Regions from separate parts of the Mus musculus genome. Here all the other regions are linked to region 1. Evidence: chromatin contacts called from public HiChIP or PLAC-seq data. All regions are on one chromosome and are shown on one strand. Each heading gives the region's core, a stretch centred on a gene start, on an enhancer-like site or on the middle of the called end of the contact. The rest is flanking DNA. Distances are from core to core; before and after follow the strand shown.

Region 1 (2,715 bases), core at 35-2,534:
TGTTCTTAGCTTTCTATATTTTACATTCATTGTGTGCACTACTCAGGGCTAAGAAGTATGGGAGCTATATATGTATGAAGTTTTTCTCTGGAATGTGAATTACTAGACAAGGAAAGGGGGAATATTATGTTAAATCTTAACCTTTGTCCCAAAGTGTTTTTTTAAATAAAGTAAAAATAGGGATTACAGCATAAGTAAAGGCATAGCTACAAGAATAAGGATTTAGTGGAATCACTTACCAGCAAAGAGAAAGCAATGAGACATATTATGAAATACTTTGAATATCAACTCTAGTGGTTTGAAAGTCACAGTATGCTATAGAGAACCATAGAACATTTCCAAGAACTACTGAAAAACTATTAAATGGAGGGCAGAACCTTGCTATGTAGTATAGGTTGGTCCTGACTTCATGATCATCCCGCCTCAGCCCCTTAAATAACAAATATAGGCATGTGTCATAACACTCAGATATAGGATTATTTTAGCACCCATGTGTTGAGTGATCCAGGGGAAAAGCTTAATTCTCGATGACCATGTAGAAGGATCTAGCAAAATTTAGGAATAAAGTGAGGGAGAACTGAGCCACTGTGGCCATTTGGTAGTGGGAAGGAAACCCTGAATCTCCACAGAGTAGGAGAGGAGAGGATTTAGTGACTGATTAAAGAGTTGAGAACTGATGCTGCCTTTAGTCCCAGCACTCAGGAGGCAGAGGTGGTAGATCTCTGTGAGTTCAAGGTCAGTCTGGTCTACAGAGCGAGTTCCACACCAGTCAGGGCTTATAGGTGAGAGCTCATTTCAAAATAATAAAAAAAATGAGCCCACAGTTTGCCTTGATGAAGATGAGGAAGACAGTTTAACAGATGGACTCAGCAGTCAGGAATGAGAGCAGCATGGGGGTTGAGTTCAGTTGTAGGCATTTCCTTTATTGGTGAACATAAAATTAGCTTAGGTGAGAGGAGATGTTCACTATCAAGTGAAAAGATTTTTTTCTTCTCTAACATAAAAAAATATGTTCAAACTGAGCAAGAAAGTCTTCACTGAAGTAAGAACATACGAAGGGTAAATACTCAAAGTGAGTCAAAGAACAAAGAAACTGAACATAACTAAATTTAATAGCTTCTTTTAAGCATGTGGCACTCATGTATAGATTCTCATTTTTGAAATGTCATGGAAGCCTTTTTGGTGACATGTGCCTATAATCTTAGCACTAGGGAAAAATGAGAATCACAAGCTCAAGGCCAGCCTAGACTGTACTGGTAAGATACTTTCTCAGGATGACAAAAGGGCTAGGAATACAGCTTAGTGGTAGATTGCTTGACTAGCACACACAATGCCCTCCATCCCATTATTAGGGCTGGAAATGGGGTGGGGGGAGTGGGACACCTGGGTAGATCACTCAGTTGTTAACATGTCCAAATTGCAAGTATGGGGATTACAGTTCAGATCCTCAGAATCTCATGTAAATGACAGGTTAGTGTTGACAGTCTACCTTACAGCTTGAAAGCTAGATACTACCGGAACAATCTGGCTGACACATGTACTATATCGGCAAGAGTCTAGGTTTGATTGAGAGACCCTGTCTCAGTAAAGTAGAAGAGTGAGTGTGGATAACCATTAACGTCAAACTTGGGCTTCTGCATGCACACATGCAAAATGGAAACAAAACATACAAGGTTTATAAGATAATTTATACACTTCACTCCATAGACCTTGTCACTCTTCTTCTGTGCCCTACCATCCATAACATAAATCCCACTTGGATTTTGGGGTGCAAAATGCAATTTCATTTGTGTTTTTCACAGATGAGCTAAAACTCCTTTCACAGTGATTTTGTGTCTTTTCCTTACGTGGCACGTCTGAGAACTATTTCCACACCAGTACATTTCTTTCACTAGTTATAATTTTTTCATCTTTCTAACACCTACACAGGCTTCAACAGACAGCCCTTAAGCAAAGTTTTGGTATTACTAATATGGTTTCTTAGTAGTTAATAGTGATTAAAAATTTGCCTATTTTAATGACCATATTAAATTTTAAATCACATATATTTTTATGGGCTTAAAGAAGGAATTCATTTAGACACAGTAAAAATACTTAGTAATTAACTCTCCTTTTTAACCAAAAGGTGGGTCAGATTAGAAGTTGACCTTTTGAGGAAGTATCTCACCAGTAGTCAGGCGTTCTTAACTGTGCTTCCTCAGAGACTGATAGATTCAGGAATCATAAAGTTGGTGGCGTCCCTCATTCTGCATCGAGCACTTCCATGAAGGTGTTAGGATTTTTACTGATTCTGTTTATTCTTTTCCTATTATTCAATTATATCAACTGTTTCTCCACAGAAATTTCAAAGGAAATGATATTTCTTTCATTGACAAAAATGTATGGAAGGTATACCGTTGGACTGAGAAATTGTGAGTAGTGTGTGTGTGTGCATAGATATATTCTCTCCAAATATTATGCAAAATAGTGCACTAAGGCCTTTTTTTGGTCCAGATTTTGAGGTGACTATGTCTGAGGAAAGACATTTCCTCTGCGCAACCCAGTAAATTTCTGATAGCTCAACATGGAAGGTTTAGGGTAGAGAGAGGGAGTTCTAATCTCACTAAATAAAGAAATTGGTATTGATTGCATTTTCCTGGTAAGTTGCATGAGGACTGGGGTGTGGTTCAGTGTTAGTACACGAGACCATGAGTTGGAACCTTACTAGTGCAGGCA
Region 2 (2,700 bases), core at 134-2,633, 370 kb before region 1:
ACAAGACTGCATCTCTGAGCTCATCTTCTGCTAGCATTCTGGTCAATTCTTCCCGGGCCTCATTGACCCGCTCTCGGTCATTACTGTCAACCACGAAAATCAGACCTGAAAAGAAATCCCAAGCATATTAGCACAAGGCCCTGGAGAGAGCAGCTCTTTATATATCCACACAGCTGCTCCCTGCTCACAGTGAGGCTGCACTGAGGCAAAAACAAGAAGATGGTGCAGGCTTATAACCCCAACACTCCAGAGGCTGAGGCAGAAGTATCACCTACAAGTTCAAAGTCAGGCTGAGCTATTAATACATTGTGAGACTCTGTTTCCTTTTTTTTTCCTTTTCTTTTTTCCCATCATTCTTTTTAGAAAGTCTATATAATCTCCAACCTAGGAAGCTTACTGTACACTCATCCCACCTATCTTGTTCAGAAGGATTACAGCCCTTCACCAGATTAACCAGAAAGAACAAAGAAAAGTTAGGATTAGTGATTAGTCACTACATTTCCATCTCAGAGGGGAAAGGGATTTTGGAAGAACACGGTGTATACAGTGACAGTGTTTAAGGATGATCCCTAAAACAGAGAGTGACCTGAAGGCTAGGAGTGGGTCTGCTGCCTTGGAAGTGGTCCCAGGAAAGCAGGTAGAAGGGCTTGAGGGAGGAAGCCTGAAGGAAAGACAGGCAACACAAAAATGAACAGTCAAGGTGGCAGCTCCCAGGCAAACAGTGCTGGATGCTACTGGACATTCCAAGTCATATGAAAGCTGTTTGTCCCCATGAGACAAAAAGGGAAATTGTTTGTCCTTCCATACATACCCAAGGCACCTGAAAGTTATAAAACCCTCAACATTTTTAGGTCACATTTGTGAGGATGTCAAGAGTCTATGGACACCCACAGTAAAGACTTTGGTTGTCCTTTTGTCAACAGAACTTTCAATGGGAGGGGAGTCTTTGATGGTGGGGAGCCCACCAGCTAGTTTATACTAATAAGACTGCCTCTGGGGAAGGAGGGAGGCTGGGGTTTAACTCACATGGTCAAACAATTCACTCCATGTGCCTCTATAATGAAGTCCCAATAAAACAATGCTTCGAGGAGCTCACACAGGCCTCCCTGGGGGCAGCACTGTTCACTATCTCACATTCATGTGCTAGCAGAAAAGGGTTGCTCCCTGAATTCTGGAACAGTGGACAATAGAAGCTGTGGCTGGCAGGCACCCTCTAGGGTCTTTCCTGTTCACTGCTGCATGTATGTCCTTTGCTGTAATAAAACTGTGATTTCAAGTAGAGTCTATCCTGAGTCTGTGCTTCATCCTCACAAGCTAGTAAACCAGCTAGTGGAGTGAAAGCTGCCGAATTATAACCACCCAGCAGGAAGTAAGGGTGGCTGGGGGACCCCACCCCGCTATAGCTGAGGACAAAAGTCATTGTGTCCTTCAAAATAAGAGTCTAAACTGTGCAAGGCAGCCCAGCTCAGAGTAGTGGGTGTCAGCCTTGCAGCTTCCACTGTATCAGCAGAGAAATCTCAGGAGGTCAAAAAGCCAGAGCAGGCTGAAGGAAGCACCACATTACAACTAAAGGAAGGGCTAAAACCTGTATAGACTTGCCTTATTGGTGGAGGAAGCAGTAAAGCAGGAAGAATCTACAGGGGTGGGCAGCGACTCAGTCAGTATTCCACAATGACAATAACAATAACAAGTTGATGTTTGGGTAAAAGCAAGGCCTTTGAGACAAAAATGTGACCCAGTTATCCAAAGAACTTCCTGGATCCTAGGTTGAACAACCAGTAGTGACAGCTACTCTATTTCTGGGATGTGAATGGAAACAAGCAGATTCTTCTGGACCTCAATCGGATCGTGGTGGGAATACTACAGGGCTGGACCCTAACACTCTTAAATTGTAGGCACTCTGGAGGTCTCAAAGTGTCAGCAGATTATCAGACGCCAGGTCAAGTGATTCAAATGGGGAAACTGCCTGGAAGAAAACACTTGGTCAGAGACTGATGGGTCTCTGCAGATATTAGAAGGGCCATCGACGGGGTCAAGGTACCTTCAAGAGCTCCATGAGGAAACAAGGCAGCAGAAAAACCCCACAGGAAGTCCACAGGACAGGACAGAGGCAGAGGGACTGAAGATACAGTAAGCTGCTGAGAGAACTGCGCTTGTGCCCAGCTCAGGGCACTTTTCATGGGGAGACTGCAGGAGGAGAGACTCTAGTAGAGAAGGAAGTAGGGTCAGATGACAGAGATTTCACAACTGTCCAAGGGAGAAAACTGGGCCTAGTCCTCTGCCCGTGCCTCTGTGTGTCCCAGGCCCTCCAGGCAGTCTACCCAGCAGACAAGAGCTCTCAAGGCTTCTGACATGCTTAGAATTTTCATGTAAGTCAAGGCTGTGTCTGATATATCACATCAGATTAAAAAGGGAAAATTCAAGTCCCTACCCACACAGGATTGGTATGCTACCTGAAGTTCTGGATTCCAATTCTGACTAAGTAGACCACTGATGTGGAAATTCAAGCAGAGCCTTAGCTGCCAATGCGAAACCCACAGAGCACAAGTGACTGTTCTCACTTTGCTAACACACGAAAAACGCCATGTCCTCTACTGTATACTCCCAAAAAGGTGACGCTGTTCGTGTGAATGAGACCCAAGCGGCCATGGGTGGGGTCCTCTGAGATCAAGAGCCAAACCAGGTGCTTTAAAATAGAGT
Region 3 (2,700 bases), core at 54-2,553, 380 kb after region 1:
TTGTTTTTTTTGTTTTTCGAGACAGGGTTTCTCTGTATAGCCCTGGCTGTCCTGGAACTCACTCTGTAGACCAGGCTGGCCTCGAACTCAGAAATCCTCCTGTCTCTGCCTCCCGAGTGCTGGGATTAAAGGCGTGCCCACCTCCAATGCTATGGTCCTTTAATACAGTTCCTCATGTGGTGACCACCCCCAACCATAAAATTATTTTCATCATTGTTTCCTAACTGTAATTTGATATTATGAATCATAATAAATTGACCCCTGTAAAAGGGTCACTCAGCCCTCAGGTTGGGACCCACAGGTTGAGAACCACTGGTGCAGCGACTCCTCACAGAGTCAGGCATCGCAGCACATCCTTATTATCCCAGCACTTGCTACGCTGAGGCGGACTGGAAGTTCAAAGCCAACCTAAGATACATGATGGGGCCTGTAGCAGGTACAGGGTAGGCAGGGTTCACAAGACCTCGTGGCCTAGAGATTTTCCCCCAGAGAGCTGGGGTACAGAATGTGTTTGCAGATTGAGGGTGGAGAGAATTCCAGGAGTCTGGAAAGAAAGAAATGTTTCTGTGTGACTGTTTTTCATGCAGTCAGCACTGTGGCCCTGATACCTGACACCAGGGGACTATACATGGGTTATGCTCATTTCCCAAGGGCTGGTCCCACTGGGCCTGGGCACCACCACTGAGAGCATTGTTAGCTTCTATGCATAGAATTCCAAGGGTTCCCCAGCCCGCACCCCTCACCCTGACACAGGGGCCTCTGGGTCTTTCAGGTACGACTCGAGGTGTTTCGGGTAGAGGAACTAGTGGCCTGTGCTGGTCTGAGCTCGCCCAGAATCGTCCCTCTCTATGGAGCTGTGAGAGAAGGCCCGTGGGTGAACATCTTCATGGAACTGCTAGAAGGTGAGGAGACAGGTCCCGTCTTTATCCCTCTCAAGGTTCAAGGCCAAGAGGTAACCCCCACTTAGACCCTTGCCTCTCAGGCCACGTCGGACCTCTTAGCCCTGCTCCCTTACCTCACCTGCCCTTCGCTCTTGCCCTCGGCCTGCGTGTAGGCCTGGGAAAGCCCCACTAAGACTGACTGTTCTTTCCCTAGGTGGCTCGCTGGGTCAGCTCATAAAGCAAATGGGCTGTCTGCCAGAAGACCGAGCCCTTTACTACCTGGGCCAGGCCCTGGAGGGGCTGGAGTACCTCCACACACGCAGGATTCTGCATGGCGATGTCAAAGGTAAGGCCCTAGTCACCATGTCCTGATCCCAGCAGGCGCCCCCTCAGCTGTGGCCTGCCTGCTTGTCTTCACGGTAGACGCCTGAGTCAGCTGACAGGGCCGTGCCTCGTGGGTCGGGGTGATCTCTCTAGGCCCTGCGTCTAGCACTGTGAGTCTCCTGCGCTGGTGCTCACAGAAAACTGAAGGCTAAACTCCTGCCAACTGACGACCTCTGGGAGAGGGTGGGGCGGCAGAGAGAGCACTCTGGGAAAGTGGTGTTCTAAGAGATGCTGCTCCAGATGCTGCCTGCTGTCTGCCTCCAGCCTCAGCTAGCCACCACCAAAACACGCGCATGTGCGCGCGCGCGCACACACACACACACACACACAAACACACACACACACACACACAAACACACACACGCTCGCACACATGCTCGCGCACACACACTGCTCTCCCTAACAAGACCAATGAGAAACAGCAGTGTAGGACCAGCCAGAAAGTTGTCTGACTAGAAGCCAGGTCAAGTCAAGCCAGGCGAGGGTGGGCTGGGGCCTGGAGCCCGGTGTGGCTGACCTGTTCCCCCTCTTGCTCTTTGCCCCGGGGCTGCCTGCAGCTGACAACGTGCTCCTGTCCAGTGATGGAAGCCGAGCGGCCCTCTGCGACTTTGGCCACGCCTTGTGCCTGCAACCTGACGGCCTAGGGAAATCCTTGCTCACAGGTAACGCCTCATTCTCTACCTCACAATCATAGTACCGGTAGCTGTCACTCAGCGTTAGCCTCCCACCACGGTGCTTTCCATGTGGGGTAAATGCTGTGGCCACTCTCCGTCCCCAGGTAGAACTAATCATCCTCACAGCCACCATTACAGGGTCATTACAGGGTCATTACAGGGTGCTCGCTGTGCACAGACACAGCAACAGGTGCCAGCCAGGTGCCCCATGACCATGTGACCTTACACAGCAAGGCCCAAAAGGCCAAAGGTCCTGCAGTAGGTCCAGGCCTTGTAGTAGTACTGGCTGACCTAGAATTCCATATATAGACCAGGCTGTCCTCAAATTCATGTAGATCGGCCGGCCTCTGCCTCCTGAGTGCTAGGGTTTAAAAGTATACTATCTCCAGCTAAAATTCATTATTTTTTTACTTCCTTGTTTTTTTTATGCACTTTGTTGTTATTTAAAAAACAAAAATTATTTATTATGTATATAGTATTCTGCCTGCATGTATGACTGAAGGCCAGAAGAGGGCACCAGATTCCATTACAAATGGTTGTGAGCCATCATGTGGTTGCTGGGAATTGGATTCAGGCCCTCTGGAAGAGCAGCCAGTGCTCTTAGCCTGTGAACCACTCTCAGCCATTTGTTGTTCATTCTTTTTTTTTTCTTTTTCTTTTTGTATGAGACATGGTCTAACTGTGTGGTACAGGCTGGCTTCAGAGACACAATCCTCCTGCTTCAGTGTTAGTATTAAGGCTGGTGTTCTGATCCCTTCTTC
Region 4 (2,700 bases), core at 91-2,590, 450 kb after region 1:
ACTGCAGTATTTGCCAGCCGAGGGTCATGTGCTCGAGGCCCGGCTGGTGATTAAGTGGCCTTTAGTGAGTGCTAAGCACAGGCCCTCCGGCCTCCTCCTCAGAAGTCTTAGAATATATTTAATACACAGATAAAAGAGAACAAATAGGGCAAAATTTTAACGAAATCATTTTTTAAAACTTTTCTATAATCTTCCATATCCTAATAGCCACCCAAGTATGAGTTCAGATCACAACACTCACTACAAAAATAAAAAATAAAAAATAAAAAAACAGTATTCGTAGTGTCCGCCTGTAATCCAGAGTTGGAGAGGAGGAGAAGCCGGATCTCTGAGGCTGATCATCTAGCCAGTGCAGCCAATCAGTGAGCTCTAGATTCAGGGAAAGAAAATTCAAGTAAGGGCCTTAGGAAGTAAGGGTGCCTGCTGCCAAGCCTGCCGACTTGAGTTTAATCCCTGGGACCCACATGGTGGAAAGAGAGAACAGCACACATGCACACACACATACACACACAAACACACACACACACACACACACACACACAATATATATATATATATATATACATATATATATATATACACACATATATATACATATATACACACATATACATATACACACATATACATACACACACACATATATATACATATATACACACATACATATACACATAAATATACATATATACACACATATACATATACACACATATATATACACACATACACACACATATACATATATACACACATACATATATACACACATATACATATACACACATATACATATATACATACACACACACACACATATATATATATATATATATATTTTTTTTTTTTTTTTTAAGTACTCCAGTGGTGATGCCGGTGGTGATGGTGGTAGCTGTGCATACCTTCAACCTCAGCACTCAGAGAGCAGAGGCAGGAGGGTCTCTTCGGTTCAAAACCAGCCTGGTCTAAGAGCAAATTCCATGACATCCAGGGCTCACAGAGAAACTGTGCCTTTCGGGGAGGGGGGTGGCAATTAAGGTGAAAGAGCCTGGAAGGTGGCTCAGCAAGTGTGAAGCCTGGTAGGTGAGAAGAGACTCCTAAATGTTGTACACACACACACGCTTTGCCACACACAAAAATTATCCAAGTAGCATAGGTCTGGAATCCCAGCAGAACAGCTCCAAGTCTCAGGTTTACCCGAGCTGTGGAGCAAATTCAAGCCACTCGTGAGACCCATCTCAAAAGTAAAAATACAGCTAGCCTGACATGGTGAAGCAGGCCTTGTGAACTGAAGCCAGCCTGGTCTACAATGTGAGCTCCAGGACAGTCAGGCTAAAGAGACTGCACAGCGGTACTGTGCTTGCTAGCATGCGCGAAGTCCTGAGTTCAATCCACTCTAGCCTCAAAGTCTGCAGGCAAAAAAAAAAAAAAAAAAAAAAAAAAAAAAAAAAAAAAAAAAGCAAAACAGCTATCCAAACCAGGAATCTCCCAAAGTTAGAGATGTTATTGTTTATTTCGCTTCCAGAGCTGGCCGAGAACCAGCAGTGTCCCGGGAGCACGCGGTAGAATGAGGGGCACAGGTGGCCGGAAAGGCAGAGTCCTCTCGCTTCAGAGCATTCCTGCCTGCCGACATTTTCTGATCTGACAGCTGGAGTGGCCAAGGACCCAGGCCAGGACTCACCGACAGGGTCCCCGGGCTGTGCGGACCCGGACGGCAGGTGGCGCTGTTGAGTCAACACTGGCAGAACCTGACTGAGCGCCATGGGAACCTGGAGCGGGTCAGCCATTGGATTTTCTTCCAGAACCCAGGGCCCAGGAGCTGTGTGTAGCCTCGCTGACACTCCCCGGACCCGGCCTCCAGCTCTCAGGCTGCCAGCCTTTCCTATGACTTCCCTCCCTACAGCCGATGCCCCAAGGCCACCAACCCCTCACAGGATGCCAAGTGGAGGACAGAGGAGGAGGCATGGGCAGGCTTCATTCAATTCCTGGCTCTAGAGTCTAAGTAGCAAATTAATCTTCCCCTTCCCTCCGCCCTGTCCTCCCTCCTCCCTTTCCTCCTCCTGGGCAGCTCTATCTAAGTCGTTCAAAACAAACATGTTTTCAGCCCATCCCACGCTTGCCCTGCTGGGACCTATTCAGAAACGCTAAGTCCTGGACTCCAGTTCCTTCTGTGGGATCCAGGGGGCAGGGTAGACATGGGAAAGGGCTGACAGCAGGTCTAGGTGCTGGGGTGGAGGAGGGGCAGGCAATACAGTCTTCCTGCAGTCTCCGAAGCAGGGACTTTCAGCTCTCTACTGGCCTACCCACGTTCAGCTCTCTGCTGGCCTTCCACAACTTTTCTGAGTTCCCTTCGGGAGATTTACCCGATGCACCGATGCACGCAAGGCTGACAGAGCTTGTCTGGGACCACCAAAGGTGCCAATATCTATGGTGACTTGTGCAAAGGTCCAGGTCTACCAGTGCTTTTTAGTAACATTTCCCAACATCGCGGGACTCCTCGTTCTTCTTTGGGATCAGCAGTTTACCTGGGATAAAATTCCCTTACTGAATTTGTCTCACCAGACCCATCCAGTGTTCTTCTTCCTGGGGCCTTACTTCTACCGGGACTGGGGGACAGGGAGGCCAAGACCCTGTAATAGGCTCACAGTGTGTTCTTTTTCAAATGTATCTTATTTATTTATTTATTTATTTATTTATTTA

Evidence for each region. HiChIP or PLAC-seq counts read pairs in DNA pulled down with a chosen protein or histone mark.
Region 2: a contact with region 1 is called in an H3K27ac HiChIP or PLAC-seq map of embryonic stem cells, with 2.4 times the contacts expected there. The contact joins two enhancer-like sites. A contact is called at or near these places in 1 of 115 datasets of contacts at active chromatin or transcription factors (embryonic stem cells) and 1 of 9 other capture datasets (adipose tissue).
Region 3: a contact with region 1 is called in an H3K27ac HiChIP or PLAC-seq map of embryonic stem cells, with 3 times the contacts expected there. The contact joins two enhancer-like sites. A contact is called at or near these places in 1 of 39 promoter capture datasets (liver) and 1 of 115 datasets of contacts at active chromatin or transcription factors (embryonic stem cells).
Region 4: an H3K27ac HiChIP or PLAC-seq map of embryonic stem cells shows a contact between it and region 1, with 2.6 times the contacts expected there. The contact joins two enhancer-like sites. A contact is called at or near these places in 2 of 39 promoter capture datasets (both in liver), 1 of 115 datasets of contacts at active chromatin or transcription factors (embryonic stem cells) and 1 of 9 other capture datasets (pancreatic islet).

The regions. Positions count from the first base shown.
Region 1 is chr11:103,609,615-103,612,329 of GRCm38.p6, reverse strand. It overlaps Gm884 (predicted gene 884), which reads left to right. Exons shown (of 14, transcript NM_001033434.2): 2 at 2,340-2,411. Among named protein-coding and RNA genes, the nearest start is that of Gm884, 3.8 kb to the left of the region's middle. Within about 2 kb of position 1,284, at least 3 of the 459 cell types and tissues checked have an H3K27ac peak or open chromatin away from gene starts, as enhancers often do. A contact at or near this core is called in embryonic stem cells, where this site is marked.
Region 2 is chr11:103,979,099-103,981,798 of GRCm38.p6, reverse strand. It overlaps Arf2 (ADP-ribosylation factor 2), which reads right to left. Exons shown (of 5, transcript NM_001304574.1): 4 at 1-105. Among named protein-coding and RNA genes, the nearest start is that of Arf2, 14 kb to the right of the region's middle. Within about 2 kb of position 1,383, at least 55 of the 459 cell types and tissues checked have an H3K27ac peak or open chromatin away from gene starts, as enhancers often do. A contact at or near this core is called in embryonic stem cells, where this site is marked.
Region 3 is chr11:103,229,559-103,232,258 of GRCm38.p6, reverse strand. It overlaps Map3k14 (mitogen-activated protein kinase kinase kinase 14), which reads left to right. Exons shown (of 16, transcript NM_016896.3): 7 at 773-902; 8 at 1,096-1,227; 9 at 1,823-1,927. All of the region lies in intron 2 of Gm34823 (a long non-coding RNA gene), which reads right to left. Among named protein-coding and RNA genes, the nearest start is that of Gm34823, 12 kb to the right of the region's middle. Within about 2 kb of position 1,303, at least 10 of the 459 cell types and tissues checked have an H3K27ac peak or open chromatin away from gene starts, as enhancers often do. A contact at or near this core is called in embryonic stem cells, where this site is marked.
Region 4 is chr11:103,158,206-103,160,905 of GRCm38.p6, reverse strand. No RefSeq gene overlaps it. Among named protein-coding and RNA genes, the nearest start is that of Gm51919, 11 kb to the left of the region's middle. Within about 2 kb of position 1,340, at least 160 of the 459 cell types and tissues checked have an H3K27ac peak or open chromatin away from gene starts, as enhancers often do. A contact at or near this core is called in embryonic stem cells, where this site is marked.